Linked DNA regions of Urocitellus parryii: region 2 is linked to region 1. Evidence: chromatin contacts called from public Hi-C data. All regions are on one chromosome and are shown on one strand. Each heading gives the region's core, a stretch centred on a gene start, on an enhancer-like site or on the middle of the called end of the contact. The rest is flanking DNA. Distances are from core to core; before and after follow the strand shown. Region 1 holds the start of Smim15 (small integral membrane protein 15). Region 2 holds the start of Zswim6 (zinc finger SWIM-type containing 6).

What was found. Hi-C and Micro-C count contacts between places; a contact is called where the count stands out from the background.
Region 2: a Hi-C map of liver shows a contact between it and region 1, with 4 times the contacts expected there. The contact joins the promoter of Zswim6 here to the promoter of Smim15 in region 1. A contact is called at or near these places in 2 of 2 Hi-C or Micro-C datasets (liver and muscle).

The regions. Positions count from the first base shown.
Region 1 is chr1:48,101,111-48,106,929 of mUroPar1.hap1, forward strand. Smim15 (small integral membrane protein 15) reads right to left here and starts at 3,204. Exons shown (of 3, transcript XM_077795805.1): 1 at 3,043-3,204; 2 at 1,824-1,948; 3 at 1-805. The coding sequence starts at 771. The coding sequence ends at 547.
Region 2 is chr1:48,239,754-48,245,572 of mUroPar1.hap1, forward strand. It overlaps Zswim6 (zinc finger SWIM-type containing 6), which reads left to right and starts at 2,800. Exons shown (of 14, transcript XM_026402559.2): 1 at 2,800-3,454. The coding sequence starts at 2,800.

The sequences.
Region 1 (5,819 bases), core at 1,954-4,453:
GGCAAATGACTTAATCACCTATGAAGAATTTGTGTTGCAAGTTGGGTATTCCTTATCTGAAATGTCCGGGACCAGAATTGTTTGATTTTTTTCAGATTTTGAAATATTTGCATATACATAATGAGATGTGTTGAGGACAGAACCTTAAACACAAAATTCATTTGTTTCGTATAGCCTGAAAGTAATTTTATGTGGTATTTTTATATATTTTTAGCATATTTGTGTTTTGACTGCAGTTTTCCACTTGTGGCATCATGTTTATGCACAAAAAATTTTGGATTTTGGAGCATTCCGAGTTTGAGATTTTCAGATTAGGGATGCTCAACCTGTATGTATGCTTATTTATAACTGCCAGTAGATACCAACAAATTTCGGTACCCAAGCCTAAAACTACAGTATGGAGGTCAAAACATGATTCTTCTACATGATCACATTTCATTTACTAAATAATACTATCATGAAATCCAAAGAAACCTTAGTGAGTCCTTCCAAAGCTGCATAATTTTCCAAATGATTTTTCTCTGGTTGCAGAGCCTATTCATTCCTTCAGTCCTTTTTGAGTCGTTTAGCTTTTGCAATGTTCTCTTGACGTTTTTGTTTCTTCTTTTGTTCCTTCTCCCTGGCTTCAATCATCTTGGCCAATTTCCAGGACAGTACAGCACTTGCTAGGAACAGTGGAGTAAGGGCCAAAATAACTGTAGTAAGGAACCCATATGGGTCTTTTGCAGCCCATTCCACAATATACTCAGCCCAAGCCTTTATGTCAAACATCTTTGTAGCAGTCTTAGGAAAACTGGAGGGTCAGCTGGGGATGGACAACAGGAAAAAGACTGTATGATGAATCAAAATTCTGAAAAAAGTTAGAGTTAACTCACAATTCCATTATCATTCAATTTTTTTAAAGTACAAATTAGTACTATTTTTAATAAGGACTAATAGCTCCAGTTAGAGGGGGAAAAAATTCAACTAGGCCAACCAGAATAGCAACTTTTGGGAGGGAAAAGGTGACTACATATTGAACCTGGAGTATTTTACCACTTAGCTACATCCCAGCCCGTTTTATTTGTGATCCTCCTGCTTCAGTGTCCCCAGTTGCTAGTATTACAGGATGTGACATTATCTGCAGCCAGAATAGTAACACTTAAAAGATGTAAATTTATAGGAAACAAAAGTAAAAATTATTTGAACTCTGTCACAAGGACTACTAGGTTCTCATATGCTTCCTAAATTCAAGATAAACTTTAACAGCACACTTTTTACAAGAGTCTGTTTCACATGCTCATTTCAGGAAACAGCTGAATCCTGTTTGTAATTTAATGTATCCTCAGTACTACCAAGTAATTAACAAAAGTACAAATCAAATTTTTATGTTTAAAAAAGGACAAGCCCCAGAGCATGAAACACATTCCCATGGAAAGGAAAGTGATAGATGGCTATTTCCTGAAATGGAATAGAAAAAGGCAAGGGAGCCAGGATGATACCTACATTCATATGCCAAAAGGTATAAGCTAAAAAGTGTGTGCTATTTTATGCCCTTTCAGCTTTGGAGACCCCTACTCAATGAAATAAACAATTTAATAAAAGAAAAAAGTTATCATAAAAAGTGCCATCCATTTTGTTCCTTTTTCCTGTTGATAAGGGAAGTCATCTGGCAAATAAGGATTGGGTGAGCTTGAATGACAAATTCTATTTTGGCCCACAGGCTTTTGTACCTTTCATGTTTGTGCTAATCTCTATTCAAACTGGAGAATTAAAATACCTGGGTAGGATATGGGTGTAAATATACTTAAAAATGTCTGCTAAGATTCAAAAAAATCATCTACCTTATGCTTGAGTAGTGATCTCTGATTTTGTCCGGGGATTATCAGTGAGCCAAGCACAATTTCAGATGACCCTTGGTGGTTTTGCCTTCTTTGGTTCCACAGTATACTTCTGAGAGCGTTAAATTCTATAAAATGGGTAAGTAGAAGAGAAGAGATAAAACATTTAAGTCAGAACTTTCAGGATAACTGTAATGTTTTCACATGGAAAATTTCTAAATTCTATAACATGTAAAACTGTCAATTACAAACTTTTAAATATTTTTTCCCTAATCTGAGTTTACACAGTTATAATTCCCTGTAGGGAAATCCTAATTACTGGAAATCAAGTATTTTACTGAATTATTTATTTTAATAAAATTATTTATGATATTCACTGACTTGTAAGACAAGCTGGCTCTCTTCACCATATCTATTCCTAGAACTTGAACCTTGTATGCCAGAAAGGTTGACATCCATTCATTCATTTATTCATTGGATTAAGTACATCATTACAAAAAAACACCTAGCCTTACTCTTCAAAGGTATTTTTTTAACTTGTTATTGCGATTCGTGTCCTTTTTTAGGAAAATCAGAAAAGATAAACAAAGCTAATTATTACCCCCAATACCATCACGCAAAAATAAATTGTCAGTGGTTTCAAATCCATCTTTCCAGTTTCTTCTCATTTTCAACAAAAATCATGCCTCTATTTTCAACTTAAGATACATGACATTAAATACACTAGCCCTCGACTTCAAAACGTTGCCACCCATAATTGGAACCGGGTTCTCCTAAAATCGATCCTTCTTCAGCCCAATAATGCACTAATTAATTTAAGTTTTAGTGAATAAGCAAGAGAACTTTTCAAAGTAAAGCCAGGGCGAAGGACCTGGTTTATGGCAAAGTTTTACTGTTTACATAAAGGCGTTGTCGTCCACAGGCCGCACATCTCTAGTACACCTCAATATCATACCAGACGCCCAGGCCTCATACTGTAAGGAACAGATACTACTCTTCTTCAGCCCAATAGATCGATGGGGCTCATCTCCCGGCCAGCCCTGCCTGGCACCTGAAGCTGCAGCTGATGGTTCTGGACAGCCAGCCATACTTAGTCCTTTGTCTTGCCCTCCTTCCTTAGGATTCCCTTTGCTCGTTTTTCCTTTCTTCCTTCCTTCCCGCAACGGGCCCGTGGGAGCCACGTTTACCCCTGCCCCTCGACCCAGCGAGCTCAGGCCCTCACCCCGCCTCAGGCCGGGCAGGGCTCGCAGAGTAGAGGGACTCGGGGAACCCGGGTCGGCCCCGCCACACCTTGCGCTGCGGCCACCTCTGCCCGACACCCGGACACCAATACAGAGGCCGCCATCAGCCTCTCTGCATCGCCCCAAAAGCGCGGACTCCCACTTCCAACTCACCGCCAGACCGGAAGCAGGAAGGCGGAAGTCGAGTCTCTTGCGTACCGCCCACAGGCCGGCCCCAGCTCCGAGTCCGGCGTGAGGAAGTCGAGGGGCTAGTTTCCGGCTGCGCCATTGCTGTGGGTCCCGGGACCTCCACTCAGAGGACGTGGGGGGCGGGGGCAGGGCAGCGTGGAGATTTCCGGGGAGCGGCAGGTGAGGCCGTGCGGTGTGGGCGGTGGCACTGGGCTCCCCGGGGGCCAGAAACCTGGGCCTCCTGCCCGGGAGTGGAAGGTGGGCGAGAAGGCTTGGGGCTGCCTCGGGAGCGGACCCCAAACTGATAGGTTCGCCTGCCTGTGCCCCCGACGTGAGTCGGGAAACACCTCCCTCTCCTGCTGAAGCTGCACCGTTGGTGGAGGTCCTGGTGGTGATATCTTTGGCCGCAGGGAAGCGTCAAGAAAGGAGGTAGTTCCCACACACCGCCCCAAAGTCAGGGCGAGTGCCCCTCGAAGATCCTTGAAAGACTGGATAGTTCTGCCTGGTTCACCACTCACCTGGTTCCCCTCTCATGATTGCACAATATTTAAGTCTTCCTGTTCGGGAGGGGAAATAGCAGCTGGGGTAGGATGAATCCACTGAACCTTGTTACTAAGGGGAAATGCTGCCATGCTGTGGGAAAGGGGTTTTTTTGTTGTCTGTTTGTTTTTAATTTAAGAGCCTAACTCATTTAACAAAAGAATGATCAACATTTGCCCAAAGTAAACTTGATAAATAATTAAGTTGTCAGGGCATAGAGTTCCCACAGAGGTACTTGTTCTTTCAGTACACAAATAAAGGGATGTAAAAGTCAACAAGCAGAAAGGGTGAGTTAATATTGTCTTCTAATCTACAGGAACTGAAAGATTAGCTCTGGTTTGGTTGGCGCTCAAATTTTGTGATTGCACTGAACTGCTTGCTCTGTTTGTCTACCTCTGGCAAATGTTGCAAGACCTCTTCACTGTTGTGTGCCAAATAAAGCAGGTTTTTATACTTGAAAGACGATAGAATTTTCTCTTTGAGGAGCAAGCTGCAACATGTATAACTAGTTTAGGTACAACAGTAACTATTATTTACTAAGGAACAGGCTTTTGGCAGATAATCTAACAATCTAAAATACTGTTCCTTGAACATATGTTAATGTTTGTATGTTGTATTACCAGCAGTTGTTATTCATTCTTCTTGGAAAACCTGGATAGTGGTTTGGACCTAGCCTGTACCTCTAATGGTCAGAAAAAGCAGATTCAGTAACTGGATTGTGTAGCAGGAAACTTTGTACGACTTATTGTTCTTAAAACTTGCCCAAGTACTGAATCCAGAATGGGGTCAGAGTTTATTATTTCACTATCTTTCACTTCAGAGGCCAAAGTGTGGGTATTTTATTTTAATCTTGGACTTAGTTTTCTCAAGTACTGCCTCCCAGTATTTGCCTCTTTGGTAAAAGGCTCAGGAATATTAAACAGAAAGAAAGGGACCTGTAAGGAGGAAGCCTCTGAAGCCTCTCTTTGACTGTAACCCAGATCATGTCTTCACAGTCTAATTTTACTAATCTAGCTTCAGTTTACAGGGCAGACTGCTAGCCCAGAAGCATGAGGATTTCCACAGTGTAGCTCCATACTGCATTCTGCCTTACCTTAACAAATGGTGGTGATAAAATTTGTTCAGATACAGTGAACTGCTTTCTATAGTGAGTAGTCTTCGTCTGTGAGTCATGGCACTGATCTTTATACAATCTCTGATAAATCACTCTGAACCTCTTCCATATGTGGAAAGGATCCTAGGTGAGCTAGAGTACCCTTTCAGCTTTAAGATCTGTAGATTGGAGGCTAGGTATGTGGCTTAAGGTAGAGTGCTTGCTTGGCATGTGTGAAGAAGTCCTGGGTTCAATCCCCAGCATTACAAAATAAAAAATCTGTAAATCAGACCATATTTGGCCTTTTTTCTGACTTAAGCTTCATAAACAGCTGCATAATAAAGGTATTTAGTAGAAATATCACTGCATATTAAAGTCTTATTATTTTTTTGAGAAGATTTTGACCTGGCTTTTATTTTCCCAAATGTCTTTCCAAATACCATTTTTGCCATATGTTTGATATAAAAGCCTTTTTCCCACGGTAGATACAAAGTTATATTTCACCCTAACGTGTAAAAATTGTGAAGGAGTGAAACCTAAATAACATTATATTTTAATAATAATTTGATTTAAAAACTTTGAGAACTCCCTCCTGCACATATGCTTTTTTCTCTGCCGTAACTCTTCACTTATTTGACTTAATTCTAATGAAATTGACTTCTTCCCTAAGTGTTATTTTGTGAGTTTTTTTCCCTTTCCTTTGAAACATTATGCAAATACATTTCTTATAGGCATATTTATGTAGCTTAAAGGAGTAATTAGGTTTTAGTGCTGTTTGTAAGATTATACTGAAGAAAAATTAAAGTTTTCAAAACAATTTATTGAGTGCATACTCTATAATGGTATTGAGCTAGATGCTTTTGATTTGGTATCACTAATTCTGAGACTATAAATGACCCCTCAGACCTGTATTGCCCATATTTTACAGAGGAGGAACCAGAACTTAAAAAATAGAGC
Region 2 (5,819 bases), core at 1,550-4,049, 140 kb after region 1:
TCCTGAGGTGATGGAAAAGTGAGGTGGCCACTGGGAAGAGATAAACAAGTAGCTTTGGAAATAGGTGTTTTTTTTTTTTTTTTTTTTTTTTTTTTTTTTTTTTTTGAGAGAGTGGATGCTGGAAATTCTCCAAGTGATGGGTCACCAAAAATAGAGAAGACCATGTTAAACTATAGGGCAGGGTGTACATTAAACAATTTGGAGGAAGAGAAACTAAAAAAGATGGAAGACAAGTAGGAGACTAACAAATGACAGCATAGCCTTAGGGAAGCCCAGGAATGAGGTGGCAGTTTAAGAGGGAGTTAGTGGTCACAGCGTCAGAGACTGAAGGGGGTAAATTAGTTCAGATTGAGCTGGTGGCCCTGGACTTGTCTTTGAATTACAGTTAAATTAAATTCTTCCAGAGAAAGGTCATGCCTTAAATCCAGTTCTCTTTGGTTCACTACAATATTAAAATCTCTAAAGGTCAGGTATCTTTTAAGGTGTCTATTTTCCTGTTCAATGTGAATTAATCTCTTCCCCTAACACCCCATATAACCCTGAATGAGTCACTTATCCTGTCTGGGGGCACAGGTTTTGTCATCTTAAACTTTCCAGTTCAGTGAGTCTGTGTATACACGTGTGAAAATGCTCGATAATCTACACATTACACAAGCCTAAATCGGATCATTACTGTTTCCGAGTGCAAAGTGGAGCTCAAATTCTGTTATGCCTTTCAACCAATTTTCTTCAATCACCTGTCTTAAAATATATTTTTTAAAAAATTATTTTTATTTTTAAAGAGGTTTAGAAAAGAAATAACTGGAGGAAAGATATTTCACCTTCCATCTACCCATAAAGATCTTCCAGTTTTCTGCCCAGGCCTTTTCCTTGGCATTGAGGACATGCCCAGAAAAATACTAGACGGATATACAAAAACATAATGTCACCAAAATTTTCCTAACAAGTAAGCAGCTATGGAAAGTCTGCCAGCGTTTGGTCCCCAGTGACCTGCAGGAGCCTGGGGCTCATGGAGGCCCGACTTTGAGCTCAAGGTCTCCACCGCCTGGGCCCTGAGTGGGCGGTTTTCTTTAAAACGTGACGAGCTCTTTTCTTTTAAATCCAGGCTAAAAGGCAGGCGGTGGGTAGCAGTCGATAACCTTAAAAGATGAGAAAGTGTCAAAGGAGATACCATTTATCTTCAACAATAGGACAGTATCTATAACACTGTTTACAGTAAAAACAGTAGGTGGGGCAGAATAAGGGTGTCTAACGTGGTAATTAAGTCTGCGCTTGGACGTGACCTGACCAAGCTCTGTGGAGTGCGAAGAACAATGTCCGCAGGGTTCTTGGTTCAGACCTGGACTCGCTCCTCTGTCTCCGCCCGCGCCCTCACACCAGCGACCAGCGTGCGCTCCCTGGTTCGCCAGCTCTCCCTCGTTGCCTAGCCCCCGGAAAACAGGTCTTTCTGGCGCCACCAGGGTCGCAAGGAAAGCGGTGCGTGTCCCGAGCCCCGGGACTCCAGAGTCCGAGCCTGGCCGCAGACCCAAGTGCGCACCGAGCGCGCTCGCTGCCGCTGTCCACCACCCGTCTGCAGCCGGCTGGGCCGTGTGAGCGCGCGCCCGTGGGGTTTGCGCCCGCCCCGTGGCGTGTGTACTCACAAAGGTGTGTTTGCTAAATCCACTGCCCGGTGGACGCTCCACCCGACCTGCAGAACCCAGGGTCTGGAGCGGATCTCCGCGGCGCGGCTACGGGCATCTCAAGCTCCCCGGCTCCACCCGTCTCCGGCCTCCTAGCCCGAAGGGATCGAGGAAGTGAAAGGGAGAGGCAGCCGCGGCTAGCTCGGGACGCGCGTCGCGGTGCTGCGGGGCAGGTTCCAAGAGCTCTGCTCCTTTTCGGGAACTCGGCCGGCTCGGTTCCCAGACCGGCCGCCGGGACAGAGCGAACGCGGGGCTCAGGGCTGGGTGCGGTGCAGCTACGCGGGCGCTCTCTTTTCCCACCCGGGTCTACAAAAGTGAAGTGGAAACAACCGCCGTGCACAGCCCTCCTCCCCCTTCCCCCAAGCTGCAGCCTCGGCTGGGGGTGGGGGTAGTTCCCCGGACTGGCTGGAAGGGAAGCGGGCAGCCAGGCTGCCTCGGCCGCGCCTCCTCCGCCTTCCTCTCCACCCGCGTCCCCCGGGCTCCGTGCCGCATTTCTTTGTTTTGAAAGCGCCTCCTCCGCCCAGAGGCTTTTCCCCCCGCGGGCAGGCTGACGGGGGGTGGGGCATAGGACCGCGGGCCCCGCCCCCATTAGCCCCCGAACACTCCTCTCTGCACACCCCCTGGCTCCCCTCCCTCCCTGCTACGACCCACCTGGCTCTTCCTCACTTGTCGGACTTCAAAGAGACGTAAAAAACTGGAGGGGTAAGTTGGGTAGGTAGGGGGCACAGAGACTCACCCACTTTGGGCCAGACCCAGAGATCCGCCCCCTCCCGCGGGAACCCCGCCTGAGTCCCGCCCCCCGCGTCACGGCAGCCTGACATTCTCACAACCCACCGGGCACCCAACCCGGCCGCCCCCTCCGCCCCCGTGTCCGCTGAGTGCTCTATTTATGTTTCAGTCCAGCGATTTGCATAGGCCCCGCCCCCAGTCCGAGGTTCTCCCTATCGGAGCTCCGCCTCAGCCTCTGCGTCACGGAGAAGGCCACACCTCTCGTGCCCGTACAAGGAGCGGCGGGCCCTACATGGCAGCGTGGCGTCGCCACGGCGTTTGCGTGTCGCGCTTCCTTGTGCCGTTTATAGGGTCCCGGCACTTCCGCTGTCGGGTTAGAAGCGGCGCGGTCATGGCGGAGCGCGGACAGCAGCCTCCTCCCGCAAAACGGCTCTGCTGCCGGCCGGGCGGCGGCGGCGGCGGCGGCGGGGGCAGTAGCGGCGGCGGCGGTGCGGGTAGTGGCTACAGCTCTGCCTGTCGGCCGGGCCCGCGGGCGGGCGGAGCGGCTGCGGCGGCGTGCGGGGGCGGCGCGGCGCTGCTGCCGCCGGGCAAGACCCAGAGCCCCGAGTCGCTGCTGGACATCGCAGCGCGCAGGGTGGCGGAGAAGTGGCCGTTCCAGCGCGTGGAAGAGCGCTTCGAGCGCATCCCGGAGCCGGTGCAACGCCGCATAGTCTACTGGTCCTTTCCCCGCAGCGAGCGGGAGATCTGCATGTACTCGTCCTTCAACACCGGTGGCGGCGCCGCGGGCGGCCCCGGCGACGACAGCGGCGGCCCCGGCGGCGCGGGCGGCGGCACTGGCGGCGGCGGCTCCTCGTCCTCGCCGGCCGCCACCTCGGCCGCCGCCGCCGCCGCTGCCGCCGCCGCCGCCGCCGCCGCCGCCGCGGGGGCCGGGGCCCCGTCGGTGGGGGCCGCCGGGGCGGCGGACGGCGGCGACGAAACGCGGCTGCCCTTCCGCAGGGGCATCGCGTTGCTGGAGAACGGCTGCGTAGACAACGTCCTGCAAGTCGGTGAGTCACGGGGCAGCTGCGGGCCGTCTGTCCGTCCGTCAGTCCCTCTGGGAGGCCGCCCGTTCCTCCTTCGCGGGCATCCCCGCAGCCCGGCGCGCGCTGGCACCCCCGCCCCGTGTCCTCACTGGCTCGGACAGTCCATGCGAACCGAGTGCCCATTTCCTCTCTCCGTCCCCGCCCCCGTCTTGGTCTCCCCGGACGGGCCAGTGCGAGTGGAAATGAATCAGCAGGACGCGCCCCTCCGCAGGGTCGGCGGGGTGGGTGTAGGCGCCCCCCCCCCCCCGGCTCTTGGCGTTCTCCCTGCCCTCCTCGGGGCGTACATCCTGGAGGGCTGCTCGCCCGTCTTGCGGGGCGGACATGGACAAAGGCGCGGGCGGACGGTCGGGCTCGGGCTCCGGTGTGTGGAGGGGCCGTGCAGGGCGGGGGAGGGGGCGCGGGCCGCACAGACAATGCCGGCCCGGCCGAGCCGGGGCCGGGCCGCTCTGCACTCTCCCCCCTCTCCTCTGGTCTGTCGTTCGTTCGCTCTTCTTTCTTCCTTTTCTTCCTCCTTCCCACCGCGATTTGAGGGGAGGGGAATGCATATTAACGCCGCTTGGTGGCCGCTGCGCTCGGGGCTCCGACGGGCGGGCAGCCGCGACGCTCCGGGGTCGCTGCTGCGTCTGGCGCAGGCGAGCTCCGCCGACCGTCCCGCTTTGAGTGTCCTGCGTTCCCCGAGCCTCCCCTGTCCCCGAGTAGCGAGGTAGGGAGGCGGCGGCAGGTTGGACCCTCTACAGAGGAACCTGGGTCTCCGAGGACGCTCGCGAATTAAAGGGCGCGGGCCCCAGAGGGAGCCGCTCGCGCTTCCCTTTTCTGTGGGGCGGCTCGGGAGCCTCGCCGCCTGAGCTTGGTCCGCGCTGGGGTCAGGTCATGGTGCTTCGGCGAGCCGCCAGGAGCACCTCTGGACTGCCACTTGAAGTCGGACTGCAGGAGCGCAGGCAACGGGCTCTGCGGCCGCTCCCGCGTCCCCTTGGCGCGGCTGCTGGGCACGACCCGGCACTTTGTTCCCGTTTGTAGGTTTATTTGTGCCCTTTTCAATTTTCTGTCAGTCTCCGAAAAGGGGAAACCAAACAAAAGAGTCTCTTTATTTCTTTTCAGGGCTTGTAAAGTAGAAGATATTTGACAAAGGCAAGAGAAGGACTTGTGATTTAAAGCAGCACAGCCCTCTTTTCTCTGACAGACCATGAGAGTTTTCTCAAATACCGAGTTTAAAAGCGTCCCCTGGCCTTCCACCTCCGGAATGTCCCCCCCCCCATTCTGTCCAGATATCTTGCCAGCCATATCGATGGGAGTGTTTGAACTGCATCAAAATGAACAATGCTATAGTGAAACTCTTCCCTCTGCATATTTTCTCCTAATTACAAATTGCATTTTTTCCAATTCTTTACCATGTTGAAATTGTAGTGAACACCATACAAAACAGATGTGGATAGCTTTCGGAAGCATCTCTGGTTTCTCACTTAGTCTTTTCTCTCTGTAATCCGTTCTTTTTAGCAGCTTCCTTTGGGGGAGTGGGGTGTGGGTCTGGATAGTGGCCCCAAGAGAGAATTAAGATTTGTTTTAATCCGGTCTGGTTAATTTGAATTCTAATGCAATCTGCAAACGTGATTTTCTGCATGGTCATTTATTTCCAAAGGCAGCCCCCAGTGTTGTCCTTTTCTATGCTCAGCACCCTTTCCTTCTGTTTAGAGGGGCTAGCTTTTGAGGCTATCCATCCTTTTTGCCTCCCTCCTCCTTTTTAACATCTAATTAGCATTCTTCAAAGTTATACCATTTTTCTTTTCTGCTGGTTTGAAATGGATTGAAACACATCTATAGTTTCTCAGTATATAACAAACTAGAGTGTAAATTTTTATGGCTTGGCTGGCAACGTTGAGGTTTTTCTTTCTTTCTTTTTCTTTTTTCTTTCTCTGTGCTTGACTCTGCTTGCAAGCAATGAGGAATGACAGGAGAGCACATAGGGAGGGTTTCTTGGCTGATTGCATTTAAGCCAGGAATTCACTGTGAAAATAAAGCCAAGGGGCGATAAATAAAAGATGCAATCTTCTCTAGGAGACAGACACACAGCGTGGGCTTTGCCTGCTTTCATCAGTGGAAGAGGCCTGGGTGAGTAGTTGTAAAAGAAAATAGTAACTTTTTGAATAGTTCCCAAAGGGGAAGGAAGCCACTGAATGGAATTGGCAGTCCTTGGATGTGAAGTGTTATGATGCTTCTAGGGTAGTTTCAAGAGTTGACCACCACTTTGGAAACCCATACATGCTAAACAAGTACTGTCCAAATTGTGGAAGATACTCTTTTTCCCCTCTGAGTTGTGTCAATTGCCTTAACT